Linked DNA regions of Mus musculus: regions 1 and 2 are each linked to region 3. The links are chromatin contacts, called in public ChIA-PET maps. All regions are on one chromosome and are shown on one strand. Each heading gives the region's core, a stretch centred on a gene start, on an enhancer-like site or on the middle of the called end of the contact. The rest is flanking DNA. Distances are from core to core; before and after follow the strand shown.

Region 1 (3,996 bases), core at 998-3,497, 620 kb after region 3:
GGCACGTCTGTGGGCGTGTGTGTATACAAGTGGATACGCTGTGTGTGGGCGTGCACATGCATGTGGAGACTGAGGCTGGTGTTGAGGCTCTCTCTTGGTTGCTCTTGTACCTCACTGAAAGAACGTAGTCTTGTCAGCCCTGGGCTCACTAATGTGGCTCATCTCCTTAGCCAGCTTCTCTAGGACTGTCTATCGGTTTCCACCATCTGAGGCTGGAATTACAGGGGAGCCGCTGCACCCACCCAGCCTTTTCATGGGTTCTGGGCATCCGAACTCTGATCCTCATGCTGTGTGGTGAGCTTACACACACACACACACACACACACACACACCCCACCCCACCCCCCGCTCTGTGAGTGCTCCTTCTGTTCAACGCTGTTCCGAAAGCTGTGCGTGATAGTTGGTCTCCTGTCTGAACCTTCTCCAGCCTAGGCATGCTGCAACAGACTCGGCCACGGTGCCTGTCCCTGAGCTCAGAAATGCTGAGACTTCAGATCCACTTTGTCACTCTCGCATGTCCAGGCAGTTACAGTTACATGGCTCCGCTAAGGCCCACCTGCAACCCCATAACTGTCTCCTGGGTCTCATTCCTCCCTGCCATCCTGGAGACTGGCTTAGGGAAACCTGGAGCGCTGAGCTGGCAGGCTTGGCTTTTCTGTTCACTTTATCTACTTCACCCCACTGCTCACTTGAGGTTTTGGCCATGCAGTTCCTGTTTGGAGACCCTTTCCATAGCATCTGTCTGCCAGCTACCTGCTGCAGTGCCCAGGTTTTCCAGCTTGATGGGTGAGGCTCTGTGAGTTCAGCTCCTTGTCTCACTCCCTCACCTCACCTCAGCTTTTTTTTTTTTTTAAGATTTATATATTTGCCAGGCAGTGGTGGCACACACCTTTGATCCCAGCACTTGGGAGATAGAGGCAGGCAGATTTCTGAGTTTGAGGCCAGCCTGGTCTACAGAGTGAGTTCCAGGACAGCCAGGACTACACAGAGAAACCCTGTCTTGAAAAAAACCAAAAAAGAGATTTATGTATTTTATATATATATATATATATATATATCCTAGCTGTCTTCAGCCACACCAGAAAAAGGCAACCGATCCCATAACAGATGGTTGTGAGCCACCATGTGGTTGCTGGGATTTGAACTCTGGGCCTCTGGAAGACCATCTCTGAGCCCCTCATCTCAGCAGCTGTAATTTTTAGCATTTTTAAATAAAACATTAAAATTTATATAATTTGTAATTATATTTTATTAAAATAAGTAATAACTCAATAATTAAAATAAACCATTTAATATTTATTTGTGTGTGCATGTATTTACACACATGAATGTATGTATGTATGTATGCTTGTATTGGGTATATGTATGTGTGTATGCATCTGTGTCTATGCATGCATCTGTTCGTTTGTATATATATGTGTATGTGTGTATGAGGCAGGGGACAGCTTGCAAGAGTTCATTATCTCTTTGCACCACGTGGATTCCAAGAATCAAATTCAGATTGTTATGGTGACAGATACCCTTCTATCTCGGGGCTCCTGGGATAACGTTTTAAACCTAAAGCCTCGCTGTGCCCCTATCTCTCATCCCCTGAGAGAGAAACCCTCCCTAAGCCCCAGGCATACTGTCCCATAGAGTCCTCCTGGGACTTAGCTGTCCCTTAGCTGAATTACCTTCTCCAGTGTCACTTGCCAGTGTTTCCCTCTCTGTCCTCCAGCAGACTCTCCTGTTTGGAGGCCAGAGACAATCTGAAGGTTCTCCCCTCCTTTGTAGAAGAATGAGACCTCCTATCCCATGGTTTGGGCACAGGATGCTTGGAAGTTCGTGGGACTGTGCCGGGCATGGCCACTGGGGAGCAGTGCACCCCACTTCTGCTGTTGTGCCCAGTGTCAGGTCATCTCTGAAGTCAAGTTGAGGGACTGGGGAGGCAGGCAAAATAAGACAACAACAAGACAGAACAAGAGTATCCACAGGTCAAAGCTGGAAGCAACTGCACTAGCCTTACGGCTGTTCATGCTGCCGTAAGAGGAGCACGTACCGGTGTAGGCAACCATGTGCCAGCTACAGGGTAAGCGGGGGTCGTAAGATTACATTCACACTGAGCCCAAAGTAAGCAAAGTCTCTCTGCAGCCCTGGAGGTCAGGGCCCAGGTGCTTTGTGTTGGCTGCCTGGGAATAGATGAGGGCGCTCTCCTGACCTGGGAGTGGGTGAGGAGGAAGTGCCCCCTCCACTTTCTCACCACCCCAGCTGTACTGTTAACCACAGATGTGGGCACGCATAGCATATCAGAACTGTGTGTGTCAGTGCAGTTTGCTGTGGACATTATACCTTCAGAAAAGCCTCCCTCACAGCTTTTGAAAGCCTGGTGGGTGGCCTTCTCCAGTCCTTCCCTGAAACCCCTCCGTTTGCCATGTGGCTGCTTGTCAGACTACACCACAAACAGAATAGCTCTCATTCTCTTCCTTTTCATCTCCTTTTTCCTGGAAGCTCCCTGGACTTGTCTGCCTCTCTTGTTTTTTCTTAGATGCTAATAAAACTGGCCTAGGGTGAATAAAAAACCCATATGTATTTATGTATATGGTTGGGAGGAACAGATGCTAAATTGAAAGGGGTGGGAAAGTACATATTAGTTTTTGCAAAGTGTTGGCATAGTCTGTTTTGCGTTGTGATGACAGAATACTCACAGCCGGGTACATTCTGAGGCCAGATGGCTGGGTGCTTTGTAAGTAAAGTTATTTTGTTCCTGATGTCTCCTGAGTCCAGACAGTGGGACACCATTGTCTCTGTGAAGACAATGGTGAAGAGCTCCGTGCAGGCAAGGTCTGCCTTGCTACAGGGTCTGCTGGTGCCAAGGTAGAAAGGGATGCTGTGGCCCTCAGGAGGTGCCCAGCTTGATGGCAGTAGCTCTTTCCGTGGAGACGCATGCACTCCCTCGAGTAAAGGCAGTGCCACCCTGGGCTCCAGCCCTGAGCTTTGCCCTCCAAAGCACAGCAAGCTCTGCTCTGAGAGCAAGGGAGAAAGCCTGGCCTGGCCTGGCTGTGCCCTGCTCTGTGGATGGCAGGGCTTGTGCATGTGTAACAAGCAGAGGACAGCTCCTGATCGTCGGATGTCTCCCTCCGTGTGCCAGAGATCGGGTCCTCAGGTTTGGCATCCAGCACCTAGTCCTGTTGATCCGCCGCCATCTCACTGGTGCAAGAAGCAGGGCTTTGTTGTTGTTGTTTGTTAAATCTTTTTGAAACAAGGTCTCATTGTATACTTTGGCCATCCTGGAACTCACTGTGTAGACAAGGCTGGCCCAGAACTCAAAGGACCACTTCCCTGGACCCTCAGCCAAATGCTGAGGCTAAAGGCATGCAACCACCATGCCGGGCAGGAAGTGGGTTTTGAATAGAGCAGTGTGTGTGTGTGGGGGGGAGTGTTTCTGAGCAGAGTCCTGAGGAAGGAGAATCGGGGTGCTGGCTTCACATCCTCAGTGCCGTGGATGCTGCTCTCCCCACCCCGACTCCCATCACCCCACCCAACTTCCCACCCCACCCCACCCTGCCCATGTGGCCGATGCTCCCTCTCACGGGGCCTGTTCTGAGAGGAAGGGTCACCTCCAGTTCCTCCTTGACTCTGCCCCATGTGGCTGGCTGGTGGAGACCAGAGATGGAACTGGGGGCCTCCACAGCAGTGGCAGGCTCCATGTTGCCTCATGACACTGGTTCAAGTTCTTCTTTCATTGTTTTTAGTGAGTGCGTGAGAGAGACAGAGACAGAGGCCAAATGGAGTAGGGTTTTCTCTAACCCTTTACAAGTGTTGTGGGGATCAAGCTCGGCTCCCCAGGCCTACACACAACATCAAGGGCCTCTCTAGGCTGAGCCATCTTGCCAGCCCTTTTGTTTCCGTCTTTAGATGTGAGCTTTATTGAGTTCTTTTCCACACGTGGATGCATTCACCTGTCACCCAAGCCTCTGAGCACCCACAGGGGTACTCAGAGCATCGCCAGGGCTCCAG
Region 2 (3,657 bases), core at 609-3,108, 550 kb before region 3:
GTCACAAGCCACCCCTCAGCACTGCCTGCCAAGTGACTGGCCCACAGTGCAGTAACACTACTTCCCCTGCAGTTCATAAGACACACAGTGTCTTCTGGAAGCTTTGCCCACCTAGTCTGAAAGTTTAAGAACAAAAGTTTTTCCATTTTAAGTTAAATGTATACTTATTTTCTTATCTGTGACACAGAGTCAAGATACACTAGCTCATTTAAACACACCATTAGGAGAATGCCATATATCTAGTATTGAATACATACAATGGCTTAACCATCTGTGACAGTATTTTGGTTTGAGATGCTTGGGAAAAAGTATATAAGCAAGAAATAAAGCCTAGGACTCCATGCTAGCTCTCCAATACTGTACACGTTAGATGAAGGTCTCCATGCTAGCTCTCCAATACTGCATACATGTTAGATGAAGGTCACGTGCTCAGGCTGGCCTGAAACTCTTCTTGCTCTTGCCCCTGTATTCCAAGCGCATTAGTACTATAGGCATGTATCCAGTTCTCTTGTGTGGTCATGGAGACTCCAGGGACTTGTGCAATAAGGCCATCACTCAAGCACTAAGTGACCCCCCAGCTCAACTACTTGTAATACTCATGCTATGTGCCTTTTCAATTAGGCCTTTTACTCAGTAAGAAAAATGGACGGCTTGTGAGATAGTTCGATAGGCACCATGATCTCTCTTTGACAAGAAGAGTAGTTTCTACCTCAAATATAGTAATTTCCTAAAATATTTCTTGACAAGGCCGCTTAACTTATTTTGGGCCAGTAATTTGCCTTAGTCTTGAGAAACCACCCTCTCTTAAACATTAGTTCCATACTATCATCTTCCAAGCAATCCAATTACAACTTACTCTACTTTTACTATCTGATCTCAACAGTCTGTTAAAAGCCCTCAAAGTCTATGACTGTTTCGTCCTGGAAACTAGCTTCAAAGCTAATTCCACATTAATTAATTAATCATCTGAGCGGATCACCATTAGTCTAGGCCTGAGAAATGAGAGAAAATTTGGAAGATAAACAGCCGTAAGCTATACATCAGGACCTCAGAGTCGCACTAAAGCTAGGAAAGACACCATCTTGGCTGCTCTTACTGCTGTCAAGTCAAATCCTAAGTCAGTTCCTACAAGACAAAGGCTACAGCAGCCTAGCTCTCAGATGTCGCCTACTGTCTCTTGTTTTATAGCCATACTCATTTATATGATGACTTCTATATATTATATTAACTTTTGGAATGTTCTAGATAAAACAGCTAACTTACAGCCCCCCCCCCCCACTTTTAGTGCACATACAACAGGAAAAACAAAAAACAAAACCAAGGCAGGCTGCATACAGCACAGAGGCACCCAGCTGGGTGGCAGCAGATGCAGTCAACAGCATCTTCTAGTTTAAACAAAGAATTAACCATATTGTAAAGTGTGAGCATCAGAGGCTTGGGCACACCCTGAGGCTTATGGGGTTCTCTGTGGAGAAGAGGTGGTGTCTCCTGGTTCTTAGGTTAGGTGTCTAAGCTGAGCCTGACTTGGGCCTGTAGGCCCAGGTCTTCAGACAGCCATAGCCTACCTAAGGATGAGAGGTAAAGGGAGAGGCAGGGAAAGAAGTGTAGCTTGGTGCTAGGGACCTGCCTAACAGGTACAGAGCCTGAGCTCCGTCCCAACAACCACAATAAATAAATATACATGGAAGAACCAATCAAACAAAACTATAAGTTCATGTAACTACTGTTTTTAAATTTGTCCAGATAACTGAATTTAGACTAATGGATGGTGCTGTCCGTGAGTGCAGGAACTCCTGCCGAGCCACGGAAGCAGCTCTTTGGTACTGAGATTTATCAGTCTGGGCACTGCCAACTGAACAGACTTTCGAGGGAAGAGAACTGAGGTCTACTGTCACACCATCACCTTCCTCCCTACAATGGAGTGCCTTCAGCACGGAGGAAATTATAACTACATTTGTTGTGGCTTTTGGTTGATCAAATCTGAATGTGTTTTCAAAACAGGAAATCCAGACTTCTGCAAAGGATCCCCAATCAGTTTCCTGATTTGCAGAGTGGAATGTCTTACCTCTATGTACAAGCTTATCTACATAATATATAAAAGTGTAATTAAAAATCTTAAGTGTGTGGGGAGGGGGGCTGTTGCGGTAAATTTCTCTAACCCAAATATGCTCCGGCAATGAAAACACAACTCAATTAATATGAATACATGATGTGTGCCTAGTTTGGGCAGATCTACCGCTACACTGCCATCTTCTCCATCTAAGAGATCCCTTAGAACTTGCGGTTTCGGGTGGGTGCGTATGGGGGACTTTTGGTATAGCATTGGAAACGTAAATGAGCTAAATACCTAATAAAAAGTGGAAAAAAAAAAAGAACTTGCGGTTTCTCCAGACCATGTGCTTCTACTCCGCTTTTCTTCTTTCTCCTCCTCTGCATCCTCTCTCTCTCCCATTTTCTCCTTCTTCTCTTCTCACCTTCCTCTCCACCTTCCCTTTATCTGCCCAATCATCAGCTCTCCTTTATTTTACAAATTAAGGTGGGAAGCAGGTTTACAGGAAATCACCTGAGTGCTGACTCATTCCTTGTTCTAAACTACTCACAGGAGAACAGAATTAACAAATATAATTAGCCCCAGGGCTATCCACAACAGGGGGCTGGAGAGAGGGCTCAGCAGACTGACTGACTGCTCTTCCAGAGGTCCTGAGTTCAATTCCCAGCAACCACAGGGTGGTTCACAACCATCTGTAATGGGATCCCATACCCTCTTCTGGTGTGTCTGAAAACAGCTGCATATAATAAATAAATCTTAAAAAAACAAAACAAAACCAAAGACCTAAGTGAGATTCCCAGAGTCTGTAAAAAATTTCAGACATTCTCTTTCCGTGTGCTAAGCATCGCTGTGTGCAGGAAAGATGAATGAATGTCAGAAGAAAGCAAAAAGTAACCAGAAAGTCAGGATGTGACAAAGGCAGAGCAGGAAGGCAATTGCTGGGGCTGGAGACAGTGGGGAAGAGAACCTGCTGCTTGTGCCACAGAGCTGGGGTTCCATTCCTAGCATCTGTATGGAAGCCAGTAACTGTAATAACTGTCTGTGCCTCCAGCTCCTGGGGTCTAATGCCCTCTTCTGGCTTCCATGGGCACTGCATGGATACATTCAGACAAAAAAAGATATACACATAAAAATCTAAAAAGGAAAAAAAAAGGTTTTATTAATTTACATACGTGTGTGTTTGACTATATGCTATGCATGTACAGGTGCCCACAGAGGTCAGAAGAGGGCATCAGAGCCCTAGAACATGGAGTTACGTGGATTTTTTAAGTTGTCCAATTGTGTCTGGAAAATCAGCAGCTAGCCCAAGGTTGCCTGCACCTGATGTCCCAATCTTATTACCTGGGCGTCAGTGGTAGAAGAGGGGAATCATTTCTTCTCACTCTACGTGCACACTTACATACATAATAATACAAATTAGAGATCTTAGGTGACATTCCCGATTCCTCACACATACATGCATGCACCAATCACTTCAGGACATGATGGAATGTTAAGTCAGGAAAAATGAAGGGTCAGAGCTGGTAAACACAGCCCATGATTGTCTCCATGTACATGGAGAAAGGTCACCACAGGCTGGATTGTTTGGCTTCTGAACACTGGTGTGA
Region 3 (3,967 bases), core at 1,260-3,759:
TATGGAAGGATGTGCACGGAAAGGAGGTTTAGCCCTGCTCCACCCAGTACTTTTCATATGGCTGCTCAATGTTCCATTCATAAATGTGTCATAATTCACTTGCCTTGCCTTGTAGGACATTGTAGAGGAGGGTGTGTGTGTGTGTGTGTGTGTGTGTGTGTGTGTGTATGCTTTTATATAGGACTTTTAAACAGTATTTTTGCACATCACTATAGGTTATTCTTAGACATAGAATGCTACAAGCTTGGTGCTTTTATGATTGTGAGAGATGTTACATGCCAGGAATCCCAGCATTAGGGATGCTGGGGATGGGGAGGAGTGTTCCAGGTCAGAGGACATGATGGGTTACATAGCACCTTTTGGTTGTCCCCTCCGTCCCTGCCCCCCTCCCCTCCTCTGTGACTAACCCCAGTGCTGTGTTGTTTAGTTCTTTACAGCTCCAAGCTCTACAGATTCTTCAAATATATCGAGAATAGAGATGTTGCTAAAACTGTGTTAAAGGAACGAGGCCTGAAGAACATCCGCATTGGAATTGAAGGTATTAAAAAGTCTCAGTCAGCCGGACAGTGGCAGAGACAGGCAGATCTCTATCTCTGAGTTGGAGGCCATCCTGGTCTACAAGAGGGAGTTTCAGGACAGCCAGGGCTACACAGAGAAACCCTGTCTTGAAAAAACAAACATAAAAAGGCTTGGCCAGTGTTGAGGTTCTACAACAAGGGGTGGGGTGGGTTTCTGGCCACAGCTTACTACTCTGAGCTTGGCTGGCGGGAGCCTTGAGACCCGGCACACTTAGAGTCTACTTAGTGAGGGGCTGCTTCATTGCTGTGTGTCCCGAGGTTTGCATTGCCTGCCCTTCAGTTGTAGCCATGAGTATCCCTCAGGGCTCTCAGCCCAGGGCACAGGATTCTGGGGTGAATCCAGTGAGCACCTGGGCTCACCTGAGCAAGAGTACGTCTTTTCATCTAAAGTTATTCTCTTAAAAAACAAACCAGCTTAAGGATTTGAGCTTTGCCGACTGTGGTGGTTCAGTCCCAGCCCTCGGGAGGCAGGGGAGGAAGATTTCTGTGAGCTCTGGGCCAGCTTAGTCTGCATCACAGTTTCCAGGCAGGCTGAGGCTATTTAGTGAGACTCTGTCTTTTCTTTTTCTTTTTTAAATTTATTTATTTTCTTCATATGAGTACACAGTTGGTTTCTTCAGACACACCAGAAGAGGGCATCAGATCCCATTACAGATGGTTGTGAGCTACCAATGTGGGTGCTGGGAATTGAACTCAAGACCTCTGGAAGAGCAGTCAATGCTCTTGACTTATAAGCCATCTTTCCAGTCTGTCTTTTCTTAGATAAAACTTGAGGTCTGTTTTTCCTCAGGCTGTCTGGGTACTTCGTGCTGGAGGCAGGAGTTGGTGCAGCCTGGGCCCCTGAGCCCTGCTCATATCACCGCCGCAGTGAACTCATTGCTACATGTGTCTGACTCAGGATTTTAAGTTAGAGGTCACTATTGAGATAATTTCACTTTGCCTTGTGTGTGAGGCCTGGGGACAGGGTACCATTGTTACCATTGAGGTAACATTGCACATTTCCCTGCTTTTCCCTTAACCATGGCTTCTATACAGCATTAACAAGATGGCAGCGTTCCTGTGCCATGGGGAAGTTTTGTCCCTTTGTGGTGTTTCCAACCATTAAAAGCTCTTGGAATTAGTACATTCTCTTTCCTTTCCATTAAGAGGGGGAGAATCTGGGCTGGTGAGATGGCTCAGCAGGTAAGAAAGAGCACTGACTACTCTTCAGACGTCCTGAGTTCAAATCCCAGCAACCACATGGTGGCTCACAACCATCCATAACAAGATCTGATGCCCTTTTCTGGAGTGTCTGAAGACAGATACAGTATACTTGCATATTCATAAATAAATAAATCAAAAAAAAAAAAAGGGGGGGAGAATCCCTGTTATTTCCCACAGCCCTGTCCCTTATAGGGACAGAGGAGGCTTGGGAGGACACCAGTCACATGCCACAGAGCTTTTCTTGCTGTCCTTGGACTTGGAAGTAGATGGTAGAGCGAGGAGAGTCTGCCAGGAGTGTGAGCACTGTATGCTTTCTGGTTGCAGGTTACCCTACCTGTAAAGAGAAGATCAAGAGGAGACCTGGCGGGCGGTCTGAAGTCATCTACAATTATGTGCAGCGCCCTTTTATCCAGATGTCATGGGAAAAAGAGGAAGGAAAGAGTCGCCATGTGGATTTCCAGTGCGTTCGCAGCAAATCCCTCACTAATTTGGTGGCTGCTGGAGAGGATGTCTTAGAAGACCAGGAGATAATAATGCATCACCCACCACAAGTAGATGAACTTGACCGCTTAAATGCTCCACTCTCTCAGATGGCTCCGAATGACTTTCAAGATTAGGGACAAACGGCCTCTGCCCAGTTGTTGGAGCTCTTCTTTGTGTGGGTACCCCTAACCAGGCCTCCCTGCCCTCCTGTGGTTTCTCACCGTTAGGAGATGCCTCTTCCTGTCTCCTTCCCTTCTGAGTTGTTACTGTGCCCTTTTCCGGGTCTGCCTCCGGCTGGGTGAAGAAGCTCTCTGGTAATTAGGCGGCCAGCTTTACCAGCCCTGGCAAACGAGCTTTTGGGTCTGGTGCTCTTGGTTGAATCTTTGCATTCACCTCCTGGTGCAGGAGAGGAAGTGAACTGTTGCCTCACATTCGGCACAGCAGCCCACTCTTACACCGGGTGAGTGGTTTCACAATCAGACAAATTGCTTATTAGCAAAAGGACCAAAACGTCAGAGAAACAGTCTGTGCTGGGGTTGGGTGTGCCCACCTGGGGAGGTGCGGGGCAGGCGAAGGGAATTCCCTGGAGCTCCAGCTCAGCTCTGCTTTTTACTAACATAGGAGCAAACCAACCCCCTAAGAAGGGCAGCCTGATGCTTCATTTGGAAGTGAAACTTGCAAATGAGGTGGCAGAATGGCTCCAGATTGGGCCAGCTGGACCCTCCTCTGGTGGGAAGCCACAGCGCCTGTCCATTAAATAGGCCATTAGCTACTGGAACATGGTAAGAAAGTAATATGTGGTCATCCCCCAAATCAGGTCCAGGCCTTGTTGTTGTGTTATCTGCTCAGGCTTACACGTGTGGTAGACGGCAGCCCAGATCATTCCCTAGCTCCTTCCTCTCACATTTCCATGGCTGTTTGCAGAGCCAAGAGCCTGACAGCAATGTCTGCAATTATTTTACTTCCCGGTAGAAGTCCACCTTTGAGTCCGTCCTCCACCCTGGGCGGTGTGTAAGCTGTTTCCTTCAAGCTCTTTACAGAATATGTTGTTTCTTGAAGGCTGCTCCCATAAGACCATGTATAGCATAACTACTTGATGGCAATAAAATCAGGTTTTGGAAGCCCTCTCTCCAGTATTGAAGAACAAGTGTGCTCTTAAAACAGTGTTTTCTGTGCTTGTGGCATCACAATGGGTGCAAGATCTTCCTTGCTTAGAAAAGAACCGAAGGGTAACTGAGTGGCTCCAGCTTGTGGTGACTATTGGTGTGTCTGTGAGGCAGCATCCAGAATATGGGCTGAGGTTGTCTGTATCAAGAGGTTACTTCTGTGAAGTTGCTTGGCTTGTGTTTGAGGCCAGGTCTGGCTTTGATTTTGTTGGTGCTACATGGTTGCCTACCTGCAGCTGTCCAGCCCAGGCCCAGGGTCAGTGGTGCTTCCTGTTTCTCCATGGCCACAGGAATGATTATGTGTCTGTCCTGTGTAATGCTCAGGTGTGAGCACGGTCCTTTCTTTGTCCTTCGGAGTTGGTTCACTGGCTCTGGCCTTTTATGAACTAGGTCTTCACCCCAACACTCCAGCCCATGGAGTTTGACTGGGAGGCAATCTAAAGGCCACTCCAGTGACACTGGGTGGTGGCAACTAAAGGAAAGACTGTGTGCAGACATAGGCTTCTTGTGGGGAGGGAAGCTTTTTTGTACCTCAGC

What was found. ChIA-PET counts read pairs in DNA pulled down with a chosen protein or histone mark.
Region 1: a contact with region 3 is called in an RNA polymerase II ChIA-PET map of memory CD8 T cells, with 7 read pairs. The contact joins two enhancer-like sites. A contact is called at or near these places in 1 of 115 datasets of contacts at active chromatin or transcription factors (memory CD8 T cells) and 1 of 9 other capture datasets (pancreatic islet).
Region 2: a contact with region 3 is called in an RNA polymerase II ChIA-PET map of memory CD8 T cells, with 7 read pairs. The contact joins two enhancer-like sites. A contact is called at or near these places in 1 of 115 datasets of contacts at active chromatin or transcription factors (memory CD8 T cells) and 1 of 9 other capture datasets (pancreatic islet).

What each region holds. Positions count from the first base shown.
Region 1 is chr17:29,582,249-29,586,244 of GRCm38.p6, forward strand. The region is part of intron 8 of Tbc1d22b (TBC1 domain family, member 22B); the gene reads left to right. The region is part of intron 3 of Tbc1d22bos (TBC1 domain family, member 22B, opposite strand); the gene reads right to left. Among named protein-coding and RNA genes, the nearest start is that of Mir7667, 11 kb to the right of the region's middle. Within about 2 kb of position 2,248, at least 32 of the 459 cell types and tissues checked have an H3K27ac peak or open chromatin away from gene starts, as enhancers often do. A contact at or near this core is called in memory CD8 T cells, where this site is marked.
Region 2 is chr17:28,416,048-28,419,704 of GRCm38.p6, forward strand. All of the region lies in intron 5 of Fkbp5 (FK506 binding protein 5), which reads right to left. Among named protein-coding and RNA genes, the nearest start is that of Gm22146, 29 kb to the right of the region's middle. Within about 2 kb of position 1,859, at least 16 of the 459 cell types and tissues checked have an H3K27ac peak or open chromatin away from gene starts, as enhancers often do. A contact at or near this core is called in memory CD8 T cells, where this site is marked.
Region 3 is chr17:28,964,547-28,968,513 of GRCm38.p6, forward strand. It overlaps Kctd20 (potassium channel tetramerisation domain containing 20), which reads left to right. Exons shown (of 8, transcript NM_001356300.1): 7 at 428-538; 8 at 2,106-3,967. The coding sequence ends at 2,398. Among named protein-coding and RNA genes, the nearest start is that of Kctd20, 14 kb to the left of the region's middle. Within about 2 kb of position 2,510, at least 81 of the 459 cell types and tissues checked have an H3K27ac peak or open chromatin away from gene starts, as enhancers often do. A contact at or near this core is called in memory CD8 T cells, where this site is marked.